Regions from separate parts of the Danio rerio genome. Here region 1 is linked to region 2. A link is a contact called in public Hi-C data. All regions are on one chromosome and are shown on one strand. Each heading gives the region's core, a stretch centred on a gene start, on an enhancer-like site or on the middle of the called end of the contact. The rest is flanking DNA. Distances are from core to core; before and after follow the strand shown.

Region 1 (7,397 bases), core at 3,806-6,305, 830 kb after region 2:
TGGCTTCTCCCAAAAGATAATAAGATGATATACAAGAGGACATCATTGTGGAAGAAAATGTGCTGGGATTTTTTTAAGTAAAAATATTTCTTTAAGTAACTTTAAGTTAGAATTTGTTAGGGGTATGAATAATTGTGGGCTCGACTGTATATTTACATAGTAAATATTTTTCATAATTTTACATATTTCAACTACATTAGTCGATAATAACTATATTAACAACAATGTAAGCTTAAACAAAAGGTTCAACAATAATATTAAATAATTTATCTGTTAATGTTATTTAATATAGGTGGCACGGTGGCTCAGTTGTTAGCACTGTTGCCTCATAGCAAGAAGGTCCCTGGTTTGAGTCCTAGCTAGAGTTTGCATGTTCTCCCGGTGTTCGTGTGGGTTTCCTCCAGATGCTCCGGTTCCCCCCCACAGTCCAAAGACATGCGCTATAGGTGAATTGGGTAAGCTTAATTGTCTGTAGTGTATGTGTGTAAATGAGTGTGTATGAATGTTTTCCAGTGATATGTTGCAGCTGGAAGGGCATCCGATTTGTAAAACATATGATCGTTCTCCTAATTGCTCCTAACTGCTAAAAAATGTAAAAAAATAAAATAAAATTACGCGACCTCCCACAGAGCTCGCTGAGGACCCCACCTTTTGGGAACCGCTGTCTTAGGCTACGTCTACACCATAGACTGTAAAATATATGGCCGTAGAATCCGTGACGTTACCCATAGGTTTCTCAAGAACACAAAATAAGCTACCAGAAGGCGTGGCCAACTGCCGCCATATTGTTCACGCATCATCGCATCAACCGAGGGATACCAAATAAGGGCAAAGAGGCGGAGCTAGAGACGCATGCTGGCACTCTGCTTAGGCAAGCTTTCCTAACAATGAAACGCTTAATACTTCATTACCTGAGAGTATCGTTTGTATTCTGACCTCTTGTGCTTGGTTGTACACTACATCAATAAAGTGTTTAGACTTTTAAAAGTTGTAATAAATTGCGCCTCTAAACATTGTTCTTATGAGATTTTCAACAGGAGCAAAATGTGAATTCCAAATACTTCAGATATAGTCTGTGTTAGTAAATGCAAGGCTTTTTATGAAATCCAGGCATAACACTGTATGACAATCTAAAATGATAAATGATCTTAAATAAAACAAATGCATTTAGAGATGGTATATAAGTATATAATTTCACTCTCCTGGGAAATGCAGGTCTCGTGAATGGTTTGTGAGCACACTTAAGTGCACACAGCATGCCATATCAATTGTAAGAAATAAGTCCAAAAGGCAACTGACTGTGTAAAGCCTCATAAAACAACACAAAAATACGATGAATATGCTGACATCAGCGGCTAATCAACCGGAATCAGCTGAGGTGAAGTGAAGGCGACCAGCGAGACCTAGCTGTCACTCAAGTGGCCACGCCCTTAATTATGCAAACTTAATATAGAGGAAACAGATGAGTTAAAAAAAAAAGTTCACCCCCTCACAGTTGTCATGAACAGTAATATTAGCTGTCTGAACTGAAATCGTTCTTTGTACCAGGCTGTGAACACCTTTTTTTCTGCTGTAAAGTTGGCCATTTTAACAGTGGGCTCAACGGAAATCTGCTCCATATGGAGCCAGGACTAGCGGAATTTCGATGAATTGCAGTTTCAGTTACTTCCGTATTGGCTTCCTGAGGGAGAGTGGGAGGGTGGGAGGTTGCTGCTTGGTCTACACTAATTATAGATTTGACAAACATTAAATTGTATTTAATTATTTATACAGCGAAGACAATTCAACGTTATTTGATTAATGTTGAATCCTGTTCTTAAATGCTCTTAGACTCCACAGAAACTCACAAAACATTCATTCATTTATTTCCTTTTCGGCTTAGTCCCTTTATTAATCAGGGGTCGGCACAGCGCAATGAACCGCCAACTTATCCAGCTGGTCACGTTGCGAGCATAAAAACTTTCCATTCTGACTTTACACTTTTTTTTGGAGCCCTATTACTCTCCACTTGATAAAGTTAGTCTAAGAGTGAAAAGAGTGAACTCTTCCTCACGTGTACTGTCGTTTCTTCTGAAGGAGTTTCTTCATCTGTGGTCTCGCTGCGAGTCTGGTCTGGATCTCAGCGTCCACATTCAGTTAATTAGCGTTGGGTCTCTCCGCAGCCTGCAGGATTCACGCGGCGCTGCTCAGCATTGGCGAGCGGGGAGCTATTACATGGCAGGAGGACGACGACACCTTCATCCTCTCCGCATGATGCACTGACCCGCTCAACATCCACACTGTCAGGCTTCTGGACAACAGGAAGACCAGCAAACTTTTTTGATTGCGTGACACCAAACTTACCTTGACAGGCCCGGGAGGATCGGGACATGCTGTGTGTGTGACCGACTCAAGCTGAGCTGAAGTGAGGCTTTCTTAAAGTCACTGTCTGCTGGAGTTACACTCACTGCTTCAAATGCATATCGGATACTTTGTGCAGGAGTGATGGCGGCTTTGGAAGAACCGCTTCATGGTCACTATTATGAATCATCTGTTGTGAATCAGTGGTTCTGAGAGCTGTACTTGGGGAAGAGTTCATACATCAGCATAAAACACGGTAAACAATTAGAAAAGTAAACCTTGTAGACAAACTTCATGGTGTCTTGAGAAAGCAGAATCTGAAAGTTTGACGTAGCTTTTAAATTTAAAGAATTGAAGGAATTTTTAAGAAAGTTGATTCAGTCATAACCATGTGTAGGTTAGTATGTTTCTAGTTAGGCAGTTGATAGGGGGTTCTGATTGGTTGTTAAATTGTTGCTAGGCAGTTGCTAAGGTGTTCTAGGTTGCTGGTAAGACATTGCAAGGTGGTTGCTAAGGTTATGTATGCCAGTTGCTAAGGTGTTCTAGGTCATTCCTAAGGTGTTGCTAGGTGGTTGCTAATGTGTTCTAGGTCATTGCTAAGGTGTTGCTAGGGTGTTGAATTGAATAGAATTTTGGTTCTGAGTGGTTGCTAACGAGTAGCTAGGTGGTTGCTATGGTGTTCTTAGTGGTTGCTAAGATGTTCTAGGTCATTGCTAAGGTGTTGCTTGGTAGTTGCTAAGGCATTGCTAGGCGGTTGCTAAGATGGTCTAGGTTGTTGCTAAGGTGTTGCTAGGCGGTTGCTTAGGTGTTCAAAGTCATTCCTAAGGTGTTGCTAGGTGGTTGCTAAGGTGTTGCTAGGCGGTTGCTAGGGTGTTGAATTTTTGTTCTGAGTGGTTGCTAAGGCATTGCAAGGTGGTTGCTAAGGTGTTGCTAGGAGGTTGTTACGCAGTTATGGGTGGTTGCTAAGGTGTTGCTAAGTGGTTGCTAGGTCATTGCTATGGCATTACTAGGTAGTTGCTAGGCAGTTGCTAAGATGTTCTAGGTCATTGCTAGGCGGTTGCTAAGGTGTTCTAGGTCATTGCTTAGGTCTTGCTAGGCGGTTGCTAGGGTGTTCTGATTGGTTGCTAGGAGGTTGTTAGGCAGTTCTGGGTGCTTGTTAATGTGTTGCAAGGCAGTTCTGAGTGCTTTCTATTGTGTTGCTAAGGTATTGCTAGGCGGTTACTAAGGTGTTGCTAGGTGTTTGCTGATGTGTAGTTGCTGAGTAGTTGCTAGGCAGTTGCTATCATAAATTAGCATGGTTCTAGTATAAATTAGCATGTTGCTAGCATGTTTCTAGCATAAATTTGCATGTTATTTACATAGCTGTAGTATGAATTACCATGCAGCTAGCATGTTTCTAATATGAACTAGCATGGTGTTAGCATGAATTTAGAATGAATTAGCATCTTGCTAGTATGATTTGTACATTTCTAGCATGTATTGGTTTGTTGTTAATATGGCCCATGTAAAGCCAATGCCAGTTTTTTCTATAATGGAAGTCTATGTGACAGTTGCTAGGGTGCAGTAAATGGTTGCTAGGGTGTGGCTAGTAAGTTGAAAGGTCATCAGTGATTGGTAGGTTGTTAGTTTGAGGTAAATGAGCCCTGTATGAGTCTGTATGACAGTCTGGCGCAAAGTTATGAGGTTACAAAGTTTGGTCCAATCAGTCAATGAGACTTTTGAAATTTCCAAGTCAGTTTTAAGAAAACCGTAAGTCGGATCAGTTGGAAAAGATATAGCAGCTTAATTTAGCATAGTTTGGAGGTTTGGAGTTAGTTTGGTGGTTGTAGTATGAGCGGTCTAGGAGAAGAAGCGTTCTTAAAATAGTCTAAGAAGACGGAACAATAATACGTTTCTGTAGGATATCAGTTTTCTCAAGCCACCATAATTAGCAAGCATAGTTTAATACAATAGACCTAAAATAAAAATATGTATATTATTGTTTTGTGAGTGGCAGCGCAGTGGGTAGTGCTGATACCTCACAGCAAGAACGTCGCTGGGTCAGTAGGTGCTTCTGTGTGGAGTTTGCATGTTCTCCTTGTGTTCATGTGGGTTTCCTCCAGGTGCTCCGGTTCCCCCCACAGTCCAAAGACATGCGCTACAGATGAATTGGGTAAGCTAAATTGTCTGTAGTGTGTGTGTGAATGAGTGTGTATGGATGTTTTCCAGTAATATGTCGAATAAGTTGGCGGTTCATTCCGCTGTGGTGACCCCTGATTAATAAAGGCACTAAGTGGAAAAGAAAATGAATGAATGTTTGGAGCAACGAATATGCTCATATATTGATCACTTTAATGCTTGGTATTAGCCAAAAACAAGTCTGGATTTTCTGAGACCCCGTGGCCTATTCAGAAACACTACTTGTAACCTTCCTGCTCACTTCCAGGAATCTGATTCTTGACTCTTGTTTCTCTCTCAGACAGTGTGTTTGGGCAGAATGTGCGATTTGTGAAGCTTTTGGAGCTGAAGTTGACAGCGGATGAGCTGCGGTGACCATCTCACTGACAGGCTGTATCTCTGCCCGCGGCCACTGCACAACACATGACACATGAATAGGTAATTTTACCTTTGCGTTACCGGGGTCAAGACCTTTGACCTGGAGGGTCTCAGCTGTCAGTGTCAGGATCAGTTTCAGCGCTCGCCCTGTCAGACGCTTCAAAAGTCAGCGACAACATCCTCCACACCATCCCTGCGGCTCTAAACACACACACACAGATAGAAACAGAAGCTGCCACACACTGAAGCACAGACAGAAAGAGAAAAAGCAAAGATGGTGACCTTCCTGCTTCATGGCAGTAGCTCAGTCCCAAGAGCAGTCCCGGGATCTTTTGATATTTCAAAAAGTGTCATGTCTTTTTTTTCTTTCTATTTTTCCTTCTATTGTTGCCCACTGATATGTCACATTGTTGTTGAAATGAAATGCAACACTTGCCAGGGTTGTGATTTCCTTGTTTTTGTGTTTTTTTTAGGGAAGCCCAGTCATGTCTCTTGTACAGCTGCTGAGTTTGGGAAGTTTGGGAAGAGCTGCAGGAGCTGTAGGATCTGGACTCGTATATGGCAAGAGAGACTTTATTTCCTTACTATTCTGAGTCTGAAGTAGAGGATAGAAAAGAGTTCTAAGAAATACTGTAGTCTAATTGCTTATTTTTCAGTCTTAAAATATAATAAAGCTTATGTAGGCATTCAAAAAATAAAGGCAGAAATACAAACCTATGTGTCAGCATTTATTAGAAAAGAAAAAAGAAAAACGATTTCAACATTATAATAAAAGTTAATAACAAGTTTTTATGTTGGCATTAAAAAAAGATCCAAATTACAAACTTTTGTTGAAATGCTCCAAAAAAGGTTAGAATTACATATTTATTTCAGAATTCTTAAAATAAAAGGTGAGAATTACAAACTGTCGGAATGCAGGAATTCATTAAAAAAAATCTACAAAAAGTGAGAATTACAAACTTGTCAGAATTACAAGTGAGAAATAAAAAACCTTTGAATTACTAACTTGTTGAACTTCTCAGAAGTGAGTTACAAATTCATGTCAAATTATTAAAAAGTCAGAATTAAAAAATTGTTGGAATTAAAAAATATATATATATGAATTACAACCTAATTTCAGAAATTTAAATAAAGTCAGAATTACAAATTTGTCGAAATTAACAAAAAAAGGTCAGAATTACAGTTTTGTGTCAGAATAAAAATTAATTCACAATTACAAACTTGTTGAAATTCTCAAAACTCAGAAAAAAACATGTTAGAATTCAAAAAAAGTCAGAATTACAAATTTATCAGAATAAAAATGAATTACAAATTTGTCAGAATTTTCAAAAAATTTAATTACCAATTTGTCAATTACAAACCTGTGTCAGGGTTCATAAAAAGTGTCAATTCTCAAAAAAGTGAGAATTACAAACTTGTCGAAAATTGGCGAGATTTATGTCAGAACTGTAAAAATAAAAATAAAATAAAAAAATAAAATCACAATTCTCAAAAATTATTCCTAGTTAAAATCTTACATCTGAATTTCTAAAAAAAAAAAAAAAAGTGTCAAAATTTTTCTAAAAGGTGACAATTATAAACTTGTGTCAGGATGTTAAAAAAGTAAGAATTACAAACTTATGTTGGAATTAAAAAAAATTACAATTATAAATGTCAGAATTCTTAAAAAAGTAAGAAGTACAAACTTATGTAAAAATTTATCAAAAGTCAGAATTACAAATATTATGTCAGAATTCTGGAAAAAAAGTCAGAATTACAAATGTGTAGGAATTTGAAAAAGTCCGAATTACAACCTTTAGTTGGAATTTAAAAAAAGAAGTGTCAGAATTATCATTAAAAGAATTACAAACTTCTCAAAATTCTCAAAAAAGTCAAAATTACAAACTTGTGTTAGAAGTCTCAAAAAGGGTCAGTTCCTAAAAAAAGTGAGAAATACAAATTTATGTTAGATTTCTAAAAAGTCAGAATAACAAATTTGTTGAAATTAAAAAATATATTTGAATTACAACCTAATGTCAGAATTCAAAAAAAGATGTGATGGAATTCTCAAAAGCCAGAATTACAAACTTGTGTCAGAATTCTCAGTGTTGGAATTTTTAAAAAAAATGTAAAAATTACAAATTAATGTTGTAATTCTCAACAACAACAAAAAAAAATCAATTGCAAACTTAAGCTTTATTTTTTTTTAAGTCAGAATAACAAACATGTCTGAATTATCAAAAAAGTCAGAATAAAAGCTTGTGTCGGAATTTAAAAGAGTGAAAAAAAAAGAAATGCTAAGAAAAATTAATTACAGACAACAGAATAAAAAAAGTCAATTACAAACTTGTCAGTTTTCTCCAAAAAAAAAAAAAAAAAGCATTCCAATTTTAGGAAAAAAATTCCAATTGTTTTGAAACTGTAAGCTCAAGGCCAAAGTGAACAAAAATGCAGTACTGCGGATCAGAAGTTTTTTTTTTTCTAAGAACGCGTATAAGTCTGAATATTCAGAAAAGAGTTTTGTGAGATGTTAACATATTTTA
Region 2 (6,882 bases), core at 2,153-4,652:
ACGTTTGCCTGTTTTCAGTAGCACCATTCCACTAAAGTTCCCCTTTTCTTTGGCCCGCCATCCCATCTAAGGGAAAGTGATGGGATGTTTTCTAGATTCTCAATTCAATTGTCAATTTGCTGTATTGTTATTGTTAAATTAAATGGTGTAAATGAATCAGATTTTGTTTTAATACTTTCACCCGACAATGTAGAGAATTTGGTGAGCAAATCAAGTCAAAGGCAGATAGATTCTGCTTGACCTGTGTATTCAGCATTGAACTGCACTGGGTTAAATGTGATTGTTTGTTAGTAATCGTTTAAAAGTTATACTGCATTAGATAATACAATTTAAATGTGTGTGTTTTTATTTATTTTGAAATATTAGGAAATTACCCATGGCAACTTTAATGTGACGTACTTTGGTATACTTCAGCCCAGGACTCTCAGAGATTTCTGGCCCTTCATACAAAAATGTTTGGGCACCACTGAGATGTGCGAGTAATGTGGTCGCATGGCAATTTCGAGGAATCCACATCATCTGATGTTTTGTGCTGCGCTTAAAAATGCATAAAATGCTGCTTTTAGGAACTAAATAATTCCAGCAGCTGTTTTTCATCTCCATCTTTTGAGGAACATCATTAAAGAGGCTGTTTGTTTGCATCCTCTGTGTGATTAAAGGTTCAGTTACGCACGTGGGCGGCGTCGAGCATCTTCAGAATGAAACTGTGCGAATCTGTTCAGAGATATACAGTACAAACCACAGAAGACACACACTGAGAGAGAGAGAGAGAGAGAGAGAGAGAGAGAGAGAGAGAGAGAGAGAGAGAGAGAGAGAGAGAGAGAGAGAGAGAGAGAGAGAGAGACACACACACAGCTGTGGGACTGTTTCAAGACAAAGCCATTCGTTCACCATCCTGCGTGCTTAAAATCCTGCATTAAATCATTTGTGAAATTAAAAGTGGTCCTTTTGGGTGTGAAATTGTTTTTCAAAGCAAGAGCAGTCCATTAAAACGATTTCCTGATGTATAACTCACATCAAAAAAGCAACGGAAGACAAAAGAGATTTAACTAGCAAGCTTTATATATCAATATTAGGGTTACTCAATTAAAAATTGATGGGCTAATAATGCACCTGGATCCGATGTGACCTGCCATTATGTGGATGTAAGACACGTCTCTAAGTGAGTGTGCGCCTCCACTCTTACGCCGGTGCCGCTGGGAATCGAAACTGCAACGTAACACAGCAATAAGGGGCTGAGTGAACTCTGACCCGCTGACCCTCCCTATTAGAGACGGCAGCTGGGGAATTTCATTTTGATACAGCAAGGCAGTCACTAACAGTCCCGCTCCGTGCTACGAGTTGTCATTTCTCACATTTTCAATTTCTTTCCTCCGTAGTTTTCATTTCATAGCGTTGACCTTTTTGACTCTGTCATGTGGAGTGTTTGGGTGATGTGCTCTCAGGAAATAGCTGGAAGTTCCCAATGATAAATTGTGGACTACGTTTACTAGTTTGTGTTGCATCACAATAGCGTTGCGGCTGAGCGACGATTTGTTTTGTTTGGCAGATTATCCTGGAAGTACCATTTTGATGTTTCCATTTTGCTTTAACCATAAACACACATAGTTTTGTGATGCTGTGTGCTTTCTGACAGCATTAGGATTGTTCTGGGTAAACCACACTGCATTTAAATGTCATTTGTATAAGTGTGGCTTTGGATTCTAAACTATTCAGGGAAGTGGGCAATTCTAGTGTACTCGCAATTTGTCAGCTAAATTATTACTGACTCAAAGTCTCTTACATTATGATCTTTGCTGACCATCTGCGATGCCTTTTTTTTCTCAGTCCCAATGTTGGTGTTTTCTGGATCTTTATGTCAGGGAGTCAAGCAGTTGATGTAATTTTTTATGGCAAGCCATACTAAATAGTTTAATGAATATGTTTGTAGTAATAATAATAATAATAATAATAATAATAATAATAATAATCTGAACCAGGAATAACTATTGGCTGTAAAGTTGCCTTCATATTGTATGTAAGCATTTACATTTTCTATTAGATAGAAAGACAGACAGACAGACAGACAGACAAACAGATTGTAATATTAATATGATTATTTAGTGCATTTTAACTATAATAACTATTGTCTGATTATGATCTATATGGTTTCCTCAAAAACTGATATCAAAACAATTGATGTCACTTTATTTCTTAGTCCCAATGTTATTGTCTTTTACGTTTTTATGTCAGGAAAACAAATTTAAATTAATATGTTTGTAATAAAAATACTACTACTACTACTACTATACCAATAATAATAATAATAATAATAATAATAATAATAATAATAATAATAATAATAATAATAATAATCTGAATAAGGAATGACTATTGCTGTAAAGTTGCTTTTCTATTAGATAGATAGATAGATAGATAGATAGATAGATAGATAGATAGATAGATAGATAGATAGATAGATAGATAGATAGATAGATAGATAGATGATACATGCATAATTTAGTAAAAATAAAAACAAAAAATTAACTATAATAACTAGGCTATATTGTCTGATTGTTATGCATGTTTTACTCAAAAGCTGATCTCAAAACAATTGATGTCATTTTTTTTTTTCTTAGTCCCAATGTTGGTGTTTTCTTCATTTTAATCTCAGGAAAGCCATTCTAAATAGTTTAATGAATATGTTTGTAGTAATAATCGGAATAATAATCTGAATAGGGAATTTAATAAGCATTAACCAGTGCTTACACTGGTTGTAAAGTTGCTTTCACATGTAGCATTTACATTTTCTATTAGATAGATAGATAGATAGATAGATAGATAGATAGATAGATAGATAGATAGATAGATAGATAGATAGATAGATAGATAGATAGATAGATAGATAGATAGACATGCATAATTTAGCAAATTGTAACTATAATAACTATATTGTCTGATTGTTTTGTCTAATTTATCATGTCTATTGCTAAAGTTCATTATTTATTTTTGTTAAATACAATTCTTTTCTATTCTATTAAATTATTCAGCAGATGTACCGTGCTTCTCAGAAATAAAATGAATTTAATTTAAATGTTTTTTACCATTGCTTGCACTCTACATCAGATGCGGCCTCTGACCTCAGAAATAAAATAAGTTGAATAAATAAGTAAATAAATGAATGAATGAATGAATGAATGAATGAATGAATGAATGAATGAATGAATAAATAAATAAATAAATAACCTTGAAGCCATGGCACCTAGTTACTTAATTATGTTACCCGTCTATTCTTTTCTGCAGCATATGCAGGCGGACTTCAGGCTCAGACTAGTTTTTTTTTCTTCACCCCTCAGGCCTGTAGGTGGGGCAATGGCACCACATAATGGTCCTTTCCGTGCCAGAAAAGCCTGCGATCGTCTCACCTACAGGGGCAGAAGTGACTGAACGCCGATAGAAAGGCCTGAACAGACAGACAGACTGGTGGCTCTTCCTCTCGGTTGCCAGATGTTCAAGCTCCCAACGAGCGTCTGATTTGAGAAAATAACCGGGAGAAAGTAGGTCAATCACGTCTCATGAAGGACGTGCTGCTGGTGACAAACTCATTGCAGGGTGAAGCTGTTTAATACCGAGAGTGCTGAAATCTCTCAGTGTGTGAGGGTGTGTGTGTGCAGGGGCCCCGAGCGCAGGTGCAGCTGACGGCCCCGCGCCGTTAATTACTCCGGTAAACTTTGTAATCACGAGAGTTTACGGGATCTGCTGAAATGAGGTGGAGCTGACCCGCTCCGTCTCTTTTCAGAGTCCATTTCCACTGGATATTTTACATGTTAATTGTGTAGAATGGCTCTCCGCTCCTTTCTTTCTATAGGTGCTGCCTGGAGCTGCGCCTCGGGCTCTTTCTCTCTCTGCCTCTTCATTTCGGCAGCAGAATGAAAATGCTAATTATTATATGGCAACCTCGACATAACCAGCCCATTTCACATGTTCTGCTGTTTTCATTTAAAATCAGCTGCGAATCACGATCTTTGTTACACTGACACACAAAGAACGAACTTCAGGCTAATAATTGTATGATAATAATTGTTATTGTTGTTAGGGTGTTTATTGTTATTATTATATTATATCATTATATTATTAACGATTATACAATTCATAATTCATATAACTGATATTATATTATTATTAGAATTGTTATTGTTATATTTATTTTATATATAGTATGAATTTATATAATTTATTATATTATATAATTTTACTGTTATATATAGTTATATAATAATATCAACATTTATTATCGCTCCTGTTCGAAGGGTTCGAACATCAAATCGAAGGGTCGTCTGGAAGAAATGCTTAGTTTAAAATAAATGCACTCAAATGAATATTGAACATCCAGCGATGTGACCTGTTTAATGTCGTCAGGTTTGAAGTTATTTCCAGAGAACTATAGAGCTGAAGTTTGTAATTGTCACTGGAGTTGTATTGGGACATCTGCTCGACTGTATCAAAGCCGACACGGGAGTCCCAGCGGCTGAGCAAAAATCTGAGTTAATTAGCGCGATACATGTTTAATTAAAGCCAATTACAATATCTAAAATTACCTAATCGAAACCTGTTTTCACAGTGAAGGTGCCCTCAGCACGATCTGTTTCACACAGAAATAACACATGCATTTTGCAAGCACATGCACTTCTGCACAATACAGATGCTGCTGGATATGAAGATTTTTTGTGTGTGTGCAAATAAAAGCATCAGCAGATATTGGACACGACAGCGTGTCACACGATACTTTATTTGCATTTCTTTCATTTTATACAAATACATCATCTTATGTTTATTGATTAAATGTTTATATTTGTGAGTGCAAAACGAGTTAATTGAAGAAATTAGGTTAAGAAATGATTCCCTTAAACTTAATGACGTTTGCGTTTTCGAAGTTTTCCTTCGCCTTTTTTAATCTATTTGATTTTTACAAATATGAATAAAACACACAACATTGTGAGGTGATAAATTCTAGTAGATTTTGAAAGAAAATCAGAAACTGATTGGCTTATGTTTGATCGATATTCAGCTATTGATCAGAGAGCGCTTCCCGGTTTAATTGTGCTCTGATCTGAAGCGCTGTTCCAAAGACGCGTCAAAAGGAGGCGCTCTTCATCAAATTTCCTTCAAAGATTTAGAGATGCTCCGCCAAAAGCTCCTGCTGTTTCCCCCGGAAAATAATTTAATCTATTTCACGTTTTATTCCTTTAGACCGATGCTCCAAATGTATATTTGAGGGAGAAAATGAGACCCGTCATATTGGTTCTGATATTTTAGACAACCTAAATAATTAAGTATAATGTTTGTCTATTTTTCAACTATTAATTTATTATTTATTCATGATTTTTATTATTTATGCTTTGTTATTATTTAACGCTACTTGTTTTTAATTACTTATATGCGGTAAAAAATAGAACGTATACTTTTATATATGGATAACACATTCGTTTTACGCTTTAAAACAAATGGCCAAAATAATGTTATGCAATATAATAAGCTCAAGTGCATTTAAAGGCGCCAGAAACGACAACAAACTGTGACGGGAACGATGACTTGACTCTAATAGCAATGCACATAATTCATCAAGATTTTATTTGCCCTCATTTTTCCCTTTTCTGATCATTAACGATGTAATTAGTTGTCATGATTAAGGCGAAGAGAACATATGCAACAGTTTAAAAATGCAAAGACGAATGATTGATTCGCCCTGTTTGTCATGCACTGACGTTTACGCATCTTTGATTTCCATCTCTCTCTCTCTTTCGCTCTCCCAATCCCTATTAGATAAACCCAGCACAAACGCAGAAAATTATTTTCAAGTCATGATTTAAAATGCAGATATGAAAATGAAGACTTGAAATGTCAAGTTTACACATAAATTGCGCTCTGTAAAATCCAGAAACTCTCGGATTGATATTCCTAAGGTAACGCGTCTCTTAGCATCTCTACATTAGTTATGATGAGCTGGTTCACGCCTTTCACTACATGACGCGTTCTCTGAGTGGTCAGTTGTCCGATTTTACGCACTAGAATCTCAGCACTGCTAATTTAATTTCATGTCTCAATGCCAACACCAGCCCGAACGCACATGTCAACGCTTTTCTGGGGTGCTGGAGACAGACAGGCCCTCCTCACCCTTCTCCGAGCAATTTTATCACGGCCAAGCCTCACCTCCAGCTTCTCTGGAGTTTGTGCAGGTGTCATTTCTGCTTTAAGATTCAAAAACTGGGCTTTTGGATGATCTGGCCGTACGCAAAGATGCAAATGGGAAAGTCGTGGTGCGCTGGTATGATGCGTGGAAGGGACATCTGGGCACTGGCCATCTGACTGACTTTGCCTTGACATCTGGGAAAGCCACTGGTGTGTGGCACGCGAATCGGTTGATGTCGCTATTTAAATGCAAATTTGTTGGGGATCATTGGAGCCTCACCCCGTAAATTCACACAAAAGGAACACTTCACACACAATAAGGAGGAGGGTCGTTTCTTCGGGAGGTCTTGGCAACGCCGAACAAATCTTATTCAAACCCACACACACCTTCTGCATGACTAACTTTTCCTTTGTCCTGCGCTCTCGGTTAGTACATCTCCCCAAATAAGATCTAACATGGGCAGACAGAATAGAGCTCAATCCGCAGCGTTCACTTTAAAGAAATAAAGGTTCCAGTTAGAAACATAAAGCTTTTATATGTCATGTTTTCAACAAAAATTAAGAAATAAGAGTGATTATTATATTATAATGTTACATCGACATTTTAAAAATAAAAATCAACAATTAAATATCTAAATATTTAATACATGAATATTTATTATTATTATTATTATTATTATTATTATTATTATTATTATTATTGGCTAACTTTTT

The links. A called contact is a pair of places that touch in the nucleus more often than the background predicts.
Region 1: a Hi-C map of embryo shows a contact between it and region 2, with 2.9 times the contacts expected there. The contact joins two enhancer-like sites. A contact is called at or near these places in 3 of 18 Hi-C or Micro-C datasets (caudal fin, embryo and hematopoietic stem cells).

What each region holds. Positions count from the first base shown.
Region 1 is chr12:45,340,071-45,347,467 of GRCz12tu, forward strand. It overlaps LOC137496842, which reads left to right. Exons shown (of 9, transcript XR_012388171.1): 8 at 4,799-4,935; 9 at 5,349-5,585. It overlaps LOC137496776 (a long non-coding RNA gene), which reads right to left. Exons shown (of 11, transcript XR_012388176.1): 10 at 4,946-5,076; 11 at 1-2,290. Among named protein-coding and RNA genes, the nearest start is that of ptprea, 420 kb to the right of the region's middle. Within about 2 kb of position 5,056, at least 6 of the 62 cell types and tissues checked have an H3K27ac peak or open chromatin away from gene starts, as enhancers often do.
Region 2 is chr12:44,508,674-44,515,555 of GRCz12tu, forward strand. No RefSeq gene overlaps it. Among named protein-coding and RNA genes, the nearest start is that of ebf3a, 5.7 kb to the right of the region's middle. Within about 2 kb of position 3,403, at least 18 of the 62 cell types and tissues checked have an H3K27ac peak or open chromatin away from gene starts, as enhancers often do.